3 separate regions of the Mus musculus genome follow, and all the other regions are linked to region 2. The links are chromatin contacts, called in public Hi-C and HiCAR-type maps. All regions are on one chromosome and are shown on one strand. The core of a region is the stretch at or near the end of the contact, and the rest is flanking DNA. Distances in the headings are between cores, read along the strand shown.

Region 1 (4,708 bases), core at 604-3,103, 530 kb after region 2:
GCTCCTCAGCATGGAGACATCAGGCCAAACGCGTGCTCAAACAGAGGTTCTGTCTGAAGGGACTATTTGACTTCCAGAACATACTGTTTGGAGGCCCTGATTGAAAAGAAGGTCAATGCTAGCCCAAATATCTCTCTACCCCCTGAGGTGGAATAATTGATGTGCGGCAGCCCTTAAGGATGTGGAGTCACCAGGGTGATGGATGGATATACGTATATTATTCACACGTACATCTGCTAATACACAGGTCCCAGTGCAAACACCAGGACTTAAGAATATTATGTGGATTTAGGACAATCCCTGAAGGACTCCGGTTCCATTAAAATCTTGTTTTGGCAGCCTGGGGCAGATCCATTCCAACTCCCACACGCTTTATGCATTCAAAAGGGGGAACCAAACCACTTTAAAAATAAATTTAATAAATTTTTGTAATGTCAAGTTATTAACATCCTGTCTAGTCATACAATGTTCATATTTTTAAGAAGTAATATTAAAGCTGCAGAGATGTTAACCCTTCTAATAGCTGAATTATCATTTTTATTTCCATTGTGGTTTTTTTTAATTGCTTTATCTTGCCAAAGGAGATGAATCACACCCCTACAAACAAAAGGAAACCTTCGGGTTCCCCCTTCTTGTCACAGATTCACTAGCCAAAACACAGAATTTCAACTTCTTTAAGAAGATGTGAGCCATTCCTACCATACACTCTTAAGTACTCAAGGAAGATGTGCAAAAGTCGCCCAAATAGGAGAGTCTTCCTCGCCTACCACTGCTAATGTCACCTTCCCAAAAGTCATCCCATAGGTAAATGTTCTCCTGGTTAATATAAAAATCTGAAGTTTTTACTATATATACCAGATAAACTGATTCAAGTTCCCAAAATTCCATGTGATAAGATGTGAGTCCCTGGTCCTTAATCAATGCCCTCAGCCAGTCCTGTGCATGGCCCACAGAACGCAAGGCCTGTCTGCAAACTTTTCTTCAGTGCTCAGTACACCATAGCTCTGGATGTGCTGTGCTCAATAAGCTCACCACTTCTCTGATCATCTAGTTAAAAGCAGCCATTACTGTCTGAGAAAAAAGTAAGCTATAAGTTAGTAAACTGGGCACTAACGATATTCAAAATCATGAGAATTGTTACATATTATGGCCTAAGAGCCCTTAAACCAAGCAGGAAGGAAGTGCAGTTCTTCCTGACTGGGAAAAGTAACACGAGTCTCCTAGACACACAGAATGAACCATGAGAGCACTGGAATGTGGTTATGACCGTCACATGGCCAAAATGAGCCTCCCTCTCTGCCTATGCCCCCTCCATGTCACAAGCAAAGGCAAAATGCCCGAATGCTGTAGTTCCTGACAGACCCCACCACCACCACCACAGCAAACGACTCAGGCTGGGTGCTGAGTATTTCAGATAAACAGGAGAAATGGTACCATATCCTGCTAAACACTCAGCCACACTTTAAACTGATGGGAGCCAAGGGACAAGCAAATGGAACGTCAGAGCACTCAGAAAGCTGTAGCCTTGCTCCTGAGGCTGAAGGGGGTGGTGGGCAACTGGGCCCAACGCACGCTCTGGGCTTTGAAGTCTGGCTGACTGAGCCCTGTTCCTGAGGAGCACAGCCCCACGGCAGGCAGCTCCTGTTCTTGTGAAGGAAGCTCAACTTGCTTAGGCCATGGCTGTCCGTCATCTCAGCAGAGAAGGGGAAGCAGGAAAGGTGAGCGGCAGGTGAAAAACAAACTCTTGTGATCTCTTAACTTCAAGCAATGAAAAATGGAGCAGAGGTAGACACAGGAGGGCCAGCAAAAGACCAGCAGTCAGAAGTGTTTGGGAACGCTGGTTTTTCTTGGGGTAGAAATAAAGGCGATTGAATCAGAAATGAAGCACAGAGATCTAGATGGTGATGGGAGACGTGTGCGTCTGCATTTTCTGATCATTCTCCTAACCAGACACGTCCGGTCCTCTAGTTAAATCCAATTGTGTTTATGAAGATCCGGGCGAGGGCACAATAAAGATGGGACCTCGAGAACAAGTGGAGTCTGGTGCTCCTCTGCCACCTTGTGGCAGCCAACACAAATTGCAGGCACTAATACTAGGATGAACAAAGAGGGTCAAAAGGCTGTGCTTTTAAAGTCCACCTGTAAATGGGGACTCAGATTTCCCACGCACAAACACGGATCTGCCTCGGTTCTTATTACCTACAGTGAAAGCTGTTCCTAGAGGATGATAGAGGTTTTTTTTATTACATGGGGTCCCTGAGCTGCTGCTGCAGGCTGCCTGGAAAAGGACAAGAAGGTTGTCTGCCAGTGTTAGACTGAATATTCGTGGAGCACGGTTTGAAAAAAGAAAGCAGAAATAAGGAAGAAGCTAAAGTGCCCATCATGACAAGATTTAATTAAATAAGCCGGGGCATGTCCACGTGATCAAACACTAAGGAGCTGTGAGAATGTACCGGAGTTCTTTTGTATACAGATGGAAACAGGTCTGTGGAAGCACTTTACTGACTTATATCCAACACGGACTTGCAAGTGTGCTCGTCTCACATAAAAGGGCTCCACAGAACACAGAGCAGACTGCCTGGGCTGGTTAGTCGGCAGGGTGGAGGTCTGTGCTTTTCGCTTTATGCTGTCTCACGTTGTTTGCTTTTCTCACTGAGTGTAGCGTGATGTTTCTCTTTAACTAGACATTGAGTGAAAGGCAGGGGCTGAATCGCGCTTCCTCAGTCCACACTACACACTGCTACATCTGTGGAGTGATGATGTCCCAGTAGCTTGGTGTGCGCGCGCACACACACACACACACACACACACACACACACCTGGCAGTGCCTGGAGGCCCGGCTCATGCGGAGAAGCATTCATCCATCTACACACCTCCCTGCATCTGAGTCTTTCCCACACTCAGTTGGGTGTAGTTCAGGGTGCCATAGACCAGAACAGGGCAGACAAAAAGATGTTGTCTGACATTTCTGACTGAACATGAGCGAGTCTCAAAAGCAGCTCTTGGTGTGAACCCCTGATTCGCCCTGTAATCTGCTCCTGTCCCCCTCCCCCAACCCACTCCCACTCACCCAGTATTCCATTCCCACTGCTCTGATGTTCTTGGGTTTTTGTTTTGTTTTGTTTTGTTTTGTTTTGTTTTGTTTTGTTAGAGACAGGGTTTCTCTGTGTATCCCTGGCTGTCCTGGAACTCACTCTGTAGACCAGGCTGGCCTCGAACTCAGAAATCCGCCTGCCTCTGCCTCCTGAGTGCTGGGATTAAAGGCGTGTGCCACTACCGCCCGGCTTGCTCTGATGTTCTTAATCTCCGAATCCACCTACAAACTCTTTGATCTTAAACTCGACCCTCTATATCTAAGGTTTTAGCTTTGATTTTCATGCCTGGTTTTGCCAGGTGCAGAGGTCCAGCATGGCTTCCCAAGTCTGCCTAAGTACAGGCACAAATTGTTGAGATGTCCCTGTACGTTTGGAAGAGACTTCTTGATGGTTTCCTTTCGAGATATTTTCCATTCACGGCACAGACAAGGGACTGCTTCCTTTGGTATTTAAGAAATGCATGTAAATCCAGAAGTAGAATAGTAATGACCCAACAGAAGACCAGACACAGATAATGAGCAGACAGACCCAAGGAAAGAAATGCAAACGATGCCCCCAAACATGGAGAAGGTGACAACCCCACCCCAAATGCTGGAAGCACAGTGGTCATCCCTGCTAACCACCGCATGGACAAGGCTAAGCAGTGTGCAACAAGCTTCAACAGCAGACGGCAGTGGGCGTGCTCAGCACGGAGCACACACCGCATCGTCTCCAAAGACAATCTAGTAATAGATGAAAGTTTTGAACGTGTATAGCCTTTTTAGCCAGAAAGTCTGAATGTAAGGACATGCTCATACCAAACAAGATGATTAAGGTCTGAGCATGTGCACAGAAGCATCGTTGGAGATAGAAGACTACACATAACCTAAGGGTCTAGCATAAAGGATTGCTTAAAGAAAATCACAGAGTACCCCAGATGGAAATACTGTTAAAGCCATCCAAAGAGGATAAAGTTGTGTTATAGTTACTGCTTTTGATCTGTTGCTAGTTTAAGCTGGGCACAAAGCACCGCACATATGTGTAGCTGTTTTTAAATACTTGGGATAATCGTGTGATGATATCAAGAAAGAGCAGAGAGCTGGTGTCTGAGAGGACAGGAGGGAGGCCTCTCCTCAGACCTTTATACTGCCACCCACTTCGAGTAGTTTCTGCCATGTCTGCACACAGCCAGGCAAAAATCCATCATTTTTGAAGAATGATAACTGCTTGTCCGTAGTAGAACATCAAATACTCTATTCAAGCCAGTCCTCTACTGTGATCATTCAGCTAAACTATGCCAGCCTGGCCTTACCCCCATGGGACTTGTGACTGACTCCTGTCACTCTTCTGCTTGACACAAAGCCAAAAGTTTCAGTACCCCTGAGAAACATTTGGCGATTTAAATCGTCACTTAGTGTCCCTTACTGTCCAGTAGCGCCCTTCAAGGCTCAAGTGGAGGCTCGACCTCACCTGACAGTCCCCTTCCACTCTTTTCCTCCATGACCCTCACCGTGATGTCCCTACCCCAGCTCTCTCCTCTCATTTGATCCAACAGAGTAATCTATGCCCTTCAAGGCCTTCATCTAATTATCTCTAGGAAAACATTAAACCTTTTCTCTGAACTCCTTCATTT
Region 2 (4,492 bases), core at 940-3,439:
CCATGTTAAACAGATGTGGTCCTCCGTGGGCTGACTTAAATGTATCTGCGTATCTAGAGATGGTTGTGTGTACACTCGCCATGTTTTCCTTTCCTGTTAGCTCGCCGGCTCTTCACTTGTCTTGAATACTTTAAGAAGATGCTTTGGGACCTTCTCTTCAGTAGATTACAATGCGTTGAAAATCAATTCTCTATCTAGCTTGAGTGGGTCTAGAAAGATGCCTAAGCTGTTTGTGGCATTCTCGTTTGGTACAGCCATCTGAATCCTCTTTTGTGCCTAATAAACATGGCCTGTAATTTGTAGACAGGATATGAACTGTTAGAGTTCTACTTCCTGTGAAGACATCAAGCGTTGAAAATTCTATTTTAGGCGATTTAAAGAACTATATTATGAAATGTTCATGGTATGAAAAGTACAGAATTAAGATGATTTCAACTGTTACAGTGTCCTACTTAAATTATGTTGAAAGGAAATCCGGGGACAGTTTGAAGTGTGGCGAGGAGCAGGCCAGGCCTTTCAATCTCCTTTAGAGATACACACAGTGAAATGAAAAGCTTTTGCCTCGCCCTCAGCTAACCTTTCGCTCCTAAGCTCAATTTCCATATTCTTTAAACGTCTTAAAATTAGTCAAATGACTTCATTGGTATTTCCCACCCCCCCCCCCAAATTTATAAGTGAGGCAGAATCAAATGTATACCAATCCTTCTCTCTCTTGCTGTTCCACAGGGGCCAGCGCCATAATTCTACATTAGAAGAGAGCCGCAATGAAGGCGATGTGTCTATCAAAGAGACTTTACATTAAATGTAAATTTCTGTACTTTCAGTTAAAAGGGCAGATTATTTAATTCACTTCAGTTTAACAAGCATTTACAGAGTAGTGGCAGGGACTGGTCACAAAACGGAATAGAAAGGAATACAGAATGCTTAGATGTTTCCTAATCTCCCTCTAAGAACCCACTATGCACTGAGGGAAACAGAAACATCCACCAAGAGTTCAGGACAGGGCAGAACTCAGGCTACCACAGAAGCACACACAAAGGGGAGCTGTGCTGATTAATGCGTGTCTAGGGACTCTAACAGGTTTCAGAGATGAGGCAAGGTGACATTGGGACTGGCTAAAGGCTGAAGTCTGTGGCGTGATGTCCTGTGGGAAAGAAGCCCATACCGGAAGACAATATGCCATATGACTCCATAGGACTTGCAGATCCTGGCACAAATAAAAAGATGGGGCCCAAATTCAATACCATTAAGAACTTCAATGGTGCCAGGCAGTGGTGGTGCACACCTTTAATGCCAGCACTTGGGAGGCAGAGGCAGGCAGATTTCTGAGTTCGAGGCCAGCCTGGTCTACAAAGTGAGTTCCAGGACAGCCAGGGCTATACAGAGAAACCCTGTCTCGAAAACAAACAAACAAACAAACAAACAAAGAACTTCAATGGTGATAACTGAGAAGCCTGTTATCCAACAAGACTCACAGGTTACCGACCAGGGAAGCCAACCCTTATGTCAATGACCACCTCAGCAGCTGCAGCAACTGAAGGACCAGAGACCTAGTAAGGTGGCACCTAGTAAACTTAACCATCGAATGTGTCAGGGGAACCAGAAGACAGGGAGATTCTCCCACTAACAGATAGCATCCATTGTTGATCAGGCATACAAGAGATACTAAGTACTTCACAGAGGGCAGACAGAAGCTAAGTACTAAACAAACTCATCTCAGAACATGACTTCCTTTCTCCTCGACAGGCTGAGCCTAAGTCTGATACAGAAAGTATTGTTTTTCCTGTGAGTTGATTCTTTGGGGGGGGGGGTGGAGGGAGGTTGAAGGGTCTGCTTTCCCCAATTTGCCTCTAACTGAACAGACAAAAAAAGTTATAGTGCAAATAAAGAAACAGATATTTAGATTTTCAGTGTGGCACAATACTCCCAATTTCCCACTATTTTCTCTCTTTTAACAAAAAGAAACTGTAAGCAAGGCCTTGATAAGGCCTCCAGATGAGCAGGAAGCTATGGACCCAGTTTTATTTACATTGTGCATGGTTTCAGTTTTACAGTTTAGTTGAGTGGGGCTATCCAGCTCCCACTTTAGCCTGAAGCTACTTTAAACTTCAAACCACTGCCCTAAGCATTGGAACAGAGTCTCTGTGGTCCCCATAGAAATCCCGTGGAATGCAGCTTCCTGCTGGTTTGTTACACTGCTTCAGAGCCTGCTCCGTTTTGCAGGGAAACAAAACTCCACACCACAGTCCAACCAGAAAGACTTTAACCCTTCTCTTCTGTAATTAAAGTTCCTATTTACATGGGAAGGTTGTTTGTGAATAATCCCTGCAGGGAGTCAACCTAACACAAATCAATCACCCAGCACTCTCAGGGGCCAGGCCCAACGCTTGGCACCTAGCACAATACCTATTTGTTGAACAAGTGATGAATGCTGACCCATTTATCTGGATTGATTTTCTTCTGCCCCAAACCTAACTTCTACTCTGCTAAATTCGACTCTTATCCTTTTAGAGAATTCTTCAATACATTTTTTTCCTCCACATCTTAAACCATTCCCTGAAGAATTCTCATGGCTCTATATCAAAAGTCCTATTAAATTCTTAATGGCATAACCATGAAAAGGGGAATTATTGTCTTAATTCTCTGTCGCCAGTACAGAAGGAATGAGTGAATTGGCTGCTGGAGGAGCATCGAGTTCTGAGTCAGGAGCCTGTGCTTGCATACTCATACATTCATACATTCGACATACATCCATGCTCACAGAGTGAACACGCATAAAAATTAGAGCCCATGCTTTTCATGTGAAAGAGAACACATAGCGTTTGTGCATCTGAGCCTGGGTCACCTCATATAGAGCTCTGGGCACGCAGCCAAAGCCAAGTTATTCAACTTCACCGCACCTGGGGTCCCTCACCATCTGACTAGAGGAGTGAATTCAATCCCTTCGAGTACTTAGCACAGCACCTGACACATGACACATTCTCAGTAAGCACTATTTTCTACCACCAAACTACTAGAAATATATCTGTAATTGTTTTTAATAATAATTTTGATATTTTAAAGTGTATAAATTTATATACATTCAATTCCAGTTTAGAAGATTTCAGAATAATATCTGTGACTGGTAAAAATTTTCTTCTTTGGAAAACGCTTTAATCAAGAATATGAGACAGTTACATAAAGAAAAGAGTTTTAGTTATCTTGAGTCTCTCAATAAGTTCTCTGTGTCACTGTCCAGCAAATAAAACTCCTTGACAAAATTTAAATGTTTATAAAACTTTCTTGCAAACTTAAACATTTTCACTTTTTTTTTTCCTGACAGAATCTGAAGAGAATGGTTCGATGCTTTCCTGTGGGATAGGAGGAACATTAAAAGACCAAAACCAAAGCCAAAACCAAAACCAAAAACCAAACAACAACAACAACAAAAAACCTCCCACAAGCAGACGCTTCAAAAAGACAAATTGTAGAAGGCAGGGATTTTTCACAAGTCTCAAATTAAAACCTCACGTTAAACATTATTATCATTTTGAAATATTTGGCCATGCAAAAACCATCAGACAAGCTCTTTCTGAAAAGGATTCTGTGTCTCTTCAGTGGCCACAGCCCCTGCCGGTTCCCAGTGCTCTTATGACAGCACAATCAGTCAATACAATCAGAGAAATTCTAAAGTACAATGGTAATTTTCTCCCACATTTTTTTTTTCTTTACACTGTCAGTCCAAGTCACCTGCTGAAAGCATCGATGCGGAACAGCTCAGTATTAGCTCTGAAGTTAGTACCAGTCCGGAGTTAAATACCTGCACGTTGAGGGTAGGAAAGAGACTAACAGCATGTAAGCGCAGCCATGGAGGGCACATTCCTGAAGATGCTCCTTGTAAAGTCATTCCTACTGACCCTGGGTATCCCTGCTCTGATGTGAGCTGGGGAAGGAAAATGGGCTCCTGAATAGAGGAAGGGATGCTTCAGCATAATAGTTAACTGTGAACTATTACCAAACAAACAAACAAACAAACAAACCACTCTGCTTCAGACCCAGCCCGTTACGATAGCTAACATGCCTAACAAGGTCTCTATGGAGAGATAGAGTACATTTTAAAAGAAAGCGTCTGTCCCTTTAGGTTTCATCGTGGGTTTTGCAGTGGTGTGCACATTTTCCACACGCGCCTTTAAACAGAGAGTAAGGTGCAATCACCTCTGGTATCTCCCATGCTCTGGCACCTCGCCTCGCCTGCCAAGCTCAGCAGATAGGTCTGTGAGCACTGAGGCCGCCAGGATGAAAGGCATTTGTTACAGCTACTCAGAGGGTCGTCAGTGGACAACCTGTACAAGATTTATGCTTTAAATAATAAATGAACTAAACACCTTGAGGTAATTGGCTGTGTGAAGCGTCACAATAGGCCAGATAGCTTGTCTGTAAAAAAGTCAAAGAAGACTAAATAATGAATGTGGAGCGTGGAGGATTTGTGCCAAGGCAATACTGCAAGCTCCTT
Region 3 (4,740 bases), core at 1,981-4,480, 750 kb before region 2:
AGTTTAGACTTTTTTTTTTTTAAATATACTTTACATTCCTATGCATTGTACTCATATACACCCTCATTACATTTTTTTTCTTTAAATTGGATTTGTTAAGGTCATTGAATAATGTGAGCAGGATTGCAAAGGTATTGGGAATAAACAAGAATATTTACTATACCTAGACTGTGGGAGGACTCTTAGTACTCCTGTCCCTGTCATTTTTATATATATATATATATATATATACATATATATATATGTATATATGTATATGTGTGTGTATGTGTAACATATGTCTGTGTGTGTGTTAGAAATTTTCTGCTTTGCCTCTGTTATAGCAAAATGGGGTTTGGAGTCCCTCTGGGAAAAGTCCCTGTGGTCCCGAGGAGTATCATGGCGCCCCCTACCCTCAAGTGTGGTCATTGCTTTCCAACTAGCAATGGTTATCTGTTCCTACTCCCTCCTGAAGATCTAGACCATATCCAAGATAAATACTGCTTATAATTTGCTCCTTTTTCTTTGGCTGCCTAGAGCTTGCAAATGGCTGTTTTCCAGAGAACGTGTAATTTATAGAACCGAATGTCCCTTTGCCTGAAGCATTCACTGTAGACTCAGAGTTGGGAACGCTAACAATAATAAATACCGTTTATTGAGCAGTTTGTGCTGCCTGGTGCCTCTGCTCAGCACAGTACTTATTTTACTTTCGTCTCTGAGCCTTGGCCCAAAATGAACGAAGCACTTAAATAATAGACCCAAAGTCTCTCAGTCAGGGCCCAGAGGCAGTTTTAGAAAGAGGTTGGGGGAGGATTGGTGTTACTAAGCCTTGTGGCCTTAGATAAGTTAAGTCACTTGGGGCCCTATCAAGTGTAAAATAATAATTCAAAAGCTTTAGGAAAAAGAACTTTATACCAATACATGTAAAATTCTTAGAATGTCCAGTTTTCGTCTTTGTTTAAAAGCTCCAGGTTAGTTTTGAGATTCTTCTTCAAATGAGTCTGACTTGAGTCTGTTCGTAACTTCAGGCCTTCCTGTTTAGCACCCCAAATGTGCATGTGTGTCTCTGAGTTTCAGTGCAGGACTCCTGTGAGCCAGCTTATACTCACAAATACATGTGAACTGTAGGCTAGTCTAGTTCCTCGTTAACTGTGTCTCAAGCCATGAGACACACATCACACACTGTGGATATGGTGTGGGCCACTTGAGTGCATCTGAGGTGCAAGGGAAGTGCTGAGTTAGTTCTTCCAGTGTTGGTTTTAGGCAAGCATTGCTAGACTGGTTGTTAGGACCCTGACCAGGGCATCTGTGGGCAAGGGGGTTAAAAAGGTTGTATTGTGAGCAGACAGATCAGTCCTTTCCTTGTGACAAGACAGAGGACTGAGCAGCAGGAGGCTAATGAACAAGAGTGTGTAGCCTGGGGTGGGGGTGGGGGTGGGGGCTTGGGCTTGCTTTCCCCTAGTGGAGCAGCTGTTTGGCCTGCCCTTCTGGTATTGTTAAGAATGCTTGTTACTTAATGGAACTTATGTTGGTTGGAAATGACTCTAAGCAAAAATGGGAAGATGTACCTTGCTGATCTGACTTCTCTCAAGACACAAGTGCAGGAAAAGCAGTCAGGAGTCTCAGAGAACGGGGGTGGGGGGTGGGGGGGTGGGCAATAAAATCTCGAGCCTTCCTACCCAGCTGGTGTGAGCTCTCTTGAGTTTTTTTTTTTCTTTTTTTTTTTTTTTTGTTTTCTGAGACAGGGTTTCTCTGTATAGCCCTGGCTGTCCTGGAACTCACTCTGTAGACCAGGCTGGCCTCGAACTCAGAAATCCGCCTGCCTCTGCCTCCCGAGTGCTGGGATTAAAGTCTGTGCCACCACGCCCTGCGCTCTCTGAGTTTTGAGACCTTTCTTTTTTCTCCATTTCTGTTCTGCGTTTCTTCCCCTTCATCCTTCTAACCCAGCCTTTGCTGCTGCTCCACACGCATGGCTCATGGTGATGCCTTGCACCGGCTGCTTCAGCTCTTAGGTAAGATGGCCTGAAGCTTGAACAGCAGCCCAGCTTCCCAGCTTCCACTGCCCTGGGGAAAGCTGCACTCACTGTTTTGACCTTAGCTCTGGGGAACTAGGAGACCTGGTTGGGGTGGTGCAAGCATAGAGAATTGTTTGTCACAAATACGGTTGCTTGAGCCCATGACAAGGTGTGATCCTTAGAGAGCAGAGATTTGCAGTGTCTCTGTGGTCAAAATCTTAAACTGTCTGAGGAAGTCATTTATAGAACACAGCCCTGGTAAGAGGAGTGAGGGAGATTTCATGGTAGGGCTTGTGGGAACAGGTGCCTCCAAGGCTAGGGCTGGGTCATCATGAGTCATGTGGCCCAGGACTGGCTGGTGAACTCTGCCATGTGCATTCAGTTTTTTATCTGAAATTTTTAAATATGGCTCAGACTGAAAATGCTAAGCATCTTCATGGTGCTTAATTGCCTATCTCTATAAAGGGCTCTTGGATGTCAGGAAACTGTTTCTCTTTCTGACAGCTTAATGCAAATTTGGTAAATTCACTCCTGACTCTGGCTAGGAAAACTAGATTTTTCCTAATAATAAAAATAGTTTTGCATCCCAGGACTGTATCCTGGGAGCACGCCTTATATGGGAGACAATATGCCGAGGCTTGAAGACTTTTACTGAACGGCACTGCCAGGTGAGCACCTTCAAACGCCACAGTACGATGCGTCCTTCAGGGCAAGGCTCAGAAGGCTGCTCCCCTGGGACTTTGGTCTGCTCGGCATCTCTACTTTTGGCTGAATTCTCTGATGCTGGGTAAACAAAGAACATTTGACTCGAGCCTATTGAAGACCGAAGAGTAGTGAACAAGTTCGCACAGTGGACAAGGCTACTCATTTTTGTTTTTGTTTTTTAAAGTTATTTTAGCCACAGATTTGACGCTTCCTCTGCAGCAGTACTTTGTGGCCGTTAACTAATGCTTCGAGATATCTGTCACTTTCCTCCGGTGTTTGTCAAATGCACACGTTCTGACAGTAATGATAGTTCTGATGTTTTCCGCTGGGTATCTGCCAGGGGTGCCCAGTGGGTGACTGAATCCAGAGGTACTGGGATTGTAAATACAACAGACAGATCATTTTATGATGCCAGACGAAAGAATCCAACTTTGGCAGATGGCCAGGAACCATTGATTTGGCTTGGATTCGTAGCTCTGTGGGTGTTTGCCAAGTAAGATTAGTGAGCTTGGTTAATTATACATAGGACTTGTACCCTTTTCTCTCGGTTATTTCTATCTTCACCCAGAATAGCACTTGCTTCAGTTTGCCTCCTCTTGTGGATGAGTTTCTGCCCATGGTTTTGGTGAACTGTGCATCTCTTACCCCTTGCTCATCTCAGCCTTACTGACTCCTGCTCTACACTGTTAAATGTAGCCCCTCAGGTTTTGAATTGGGGTTTATTTGGCCGCTTGCCCAGTATCCCCTATGCTCAGAACAGCATCGATGCATCCTTATTAAGGCAAGCCAATTTTTGATTCTTTAGAAGCCACATCGATAATGTTGCCCAAGTTTTAGAGTAAATATGGGTTGTCGCTTTGATGTAAACTACCCCCTCCGTAAGTTTAGGTGTTTGAACATTTATTCCCGAGTTGGCATTGTTTTGTAAAGTTGTAAAACCTTTAGAAAGTGGAGCTTTGCTGGAGGAAGTGGGTCACTGGGGGAGGGTCTCGTGGTTTGGAAACCCTCATGTACTATGTACTCTTGGCTTCCTGGCTGTCGGCAATTGAGCAGCAGCTCCCCACTCTCTATGCCTTCCCTGGCCAGGAATTCCCTCAAATTTTAATCCAAAGCAAACCTTTCCTATCTTAAGATGCTTCTTGTCAGGTATTTGGTGACATCAACCAGAAAAATCACTAAAATAACGCGTGTGTCTTATGTTAATTATTTTTTGCCTTTCAAAACCAAAATAACCTCCACGTCCGTATAATTGAAGGATGTGATCGTAGTCTGGATTGTTTGCCAGTCAGAAGACAAAATGGGAAACCCAGTTCCAAGTGCCAGCGAAGCCTGGTTTTGACTTTAATGGGAGACCGTGAAGCTGTGGGGCTGTTTGGAGGCGTTGTTTGCATGTTGTCCTGGGCTTGCCTCTGGTACTCACTGGATGAATGATAAAGCACCTCTCTCTAGCCAGCTCATCCCAACCTCAGGGACAGTATACAAAACTGCTCCCTCCTCTTGACAATTTTGTCTTTTTTTTTTTTTTTTAAGCAAACAAAACCCAGCTTTTTCCATACTCACCTTGTTTTGTAGGTTACTTTGAGTGATTTGAATGGACCATCAAACCTTCTCTTCACCATTTAGCCAGGGACACACAGGTCAGAACCGGGCCCATGTTGCTGTTGTAACAGTATGTAGCTCACAGCTTCACCGTGGAACTGCAAGTTTTCCTGGTTTTCTTTTCAAGTAGAATGTTCTGTCTTCAGTAGACATCCTTAAGGAAGAAGAGTGGCTGCCTTGGCTTCTCACCTTCTTTCTCTGTTAATCCCTCCCTCTGCCTTTGCTAGAATCTGGTTGTGCAGGCTCCCCTAGGTCTGGAGTTCCTATTCTTAAAAGCAGGATAATAACCAGAGCCGTTCCCTTCCCATTATCCACTGTAATAACCCTTTGAGCCTCTGCTGAATCCTAGAGGCCTTTTCTGTCTGACCTCCTGGCCCTTTTACCCTTAATCTTCCCCAACTACCTTCATTCCTATACCCTGAAATGCTGGAAAGAGACTTGC

The links. Hi-C and Micro-C count contacts between places; a contact is called where the count stands out from the background. HiCAR-type assays count read pairs that join an accessible place to other places.
Region 1: a Hi-C map of neural progenitor cells shows a contact between it and region 2, with 8 times the contacts expected there. The contact joins two enhancer-like sites. A contact is called at or near these places in 1 of 15 datasets of contacts at CTCF or cohesin (the NIH/3T3 cell line) and 1 of 484 Hi-C or Micro-C datasets (neural progenitor cells).
Region 3: a HiCAR-type map of astrocytes shows a contact between it and region 2, with 2.3 times the contacts expected there. The contact joins two enhancer-like sites. A contact is called at or near these places in 2 of 39 promoter capture datasets (the C10 cell line and hippocampal neurons) and 1 of 115 datasets of contacts at active chromatin or transcription factors (astrocytes).

Annotation. Positions count from the first base shown.
Region 1 is chr12:52,916,471-52,921,178 of GRCm38.p6, reverse strand. All of the region lies in intron 5 of Akap6 (A kinase (PRKA) anchor protein 6), which reads right to left. Among named protein-coding and RNA genes, the nearest start is that of Gm51971, 120 kb to the right of the region's middle. Within about 2 kb of position 1,853, at least 6 of the 459 cell types and tissues checked have an H3K27ac peak or open chromatin away from gene starts, as enhancers often do. A contact at or near this core is called in neural progenitor cells, where this site is marked.
Region 2 is chr12:53,446,013-53,450,504 of GRCm38.p6, reverse strand. All of the region lies in intron 2 of Npas3 (neuronal PAS domain protein 3), which reads right to left. Among named protein-coding and RNA genes, the nearest start is that of 1700030L22Rik, 130 kb to the right of the region's middle. Within about 2 kb of position 2,189, at least 38 of the 459 cell types and tissues checked have an H3K27ac peak or open chromatin away from gene starts, as enhancers often do. A contact at or near this core is called in astrocytes and neural progenitor cells, where this site is marked.
Region 3 is chr12:54,196,036-54,200,775 of GRCm38.p6, reverse strand. The region is part of intron 1 of Egln3 (egl-9 family hypoxia-inducible factor 3); the gene reads left to right. Among named protein-coding and RNA genes, the nearest start is that of Egln3, 5.5 kb to the left of the region's middle. Within about 2 kb of position 3,230, at least 48 of the 459 cell types and tissues checked have an H3K27ac peak or open chromatin away from gene starts, as enhancers often do. A contact at or near this core is called in astrocytes, where this site is marked.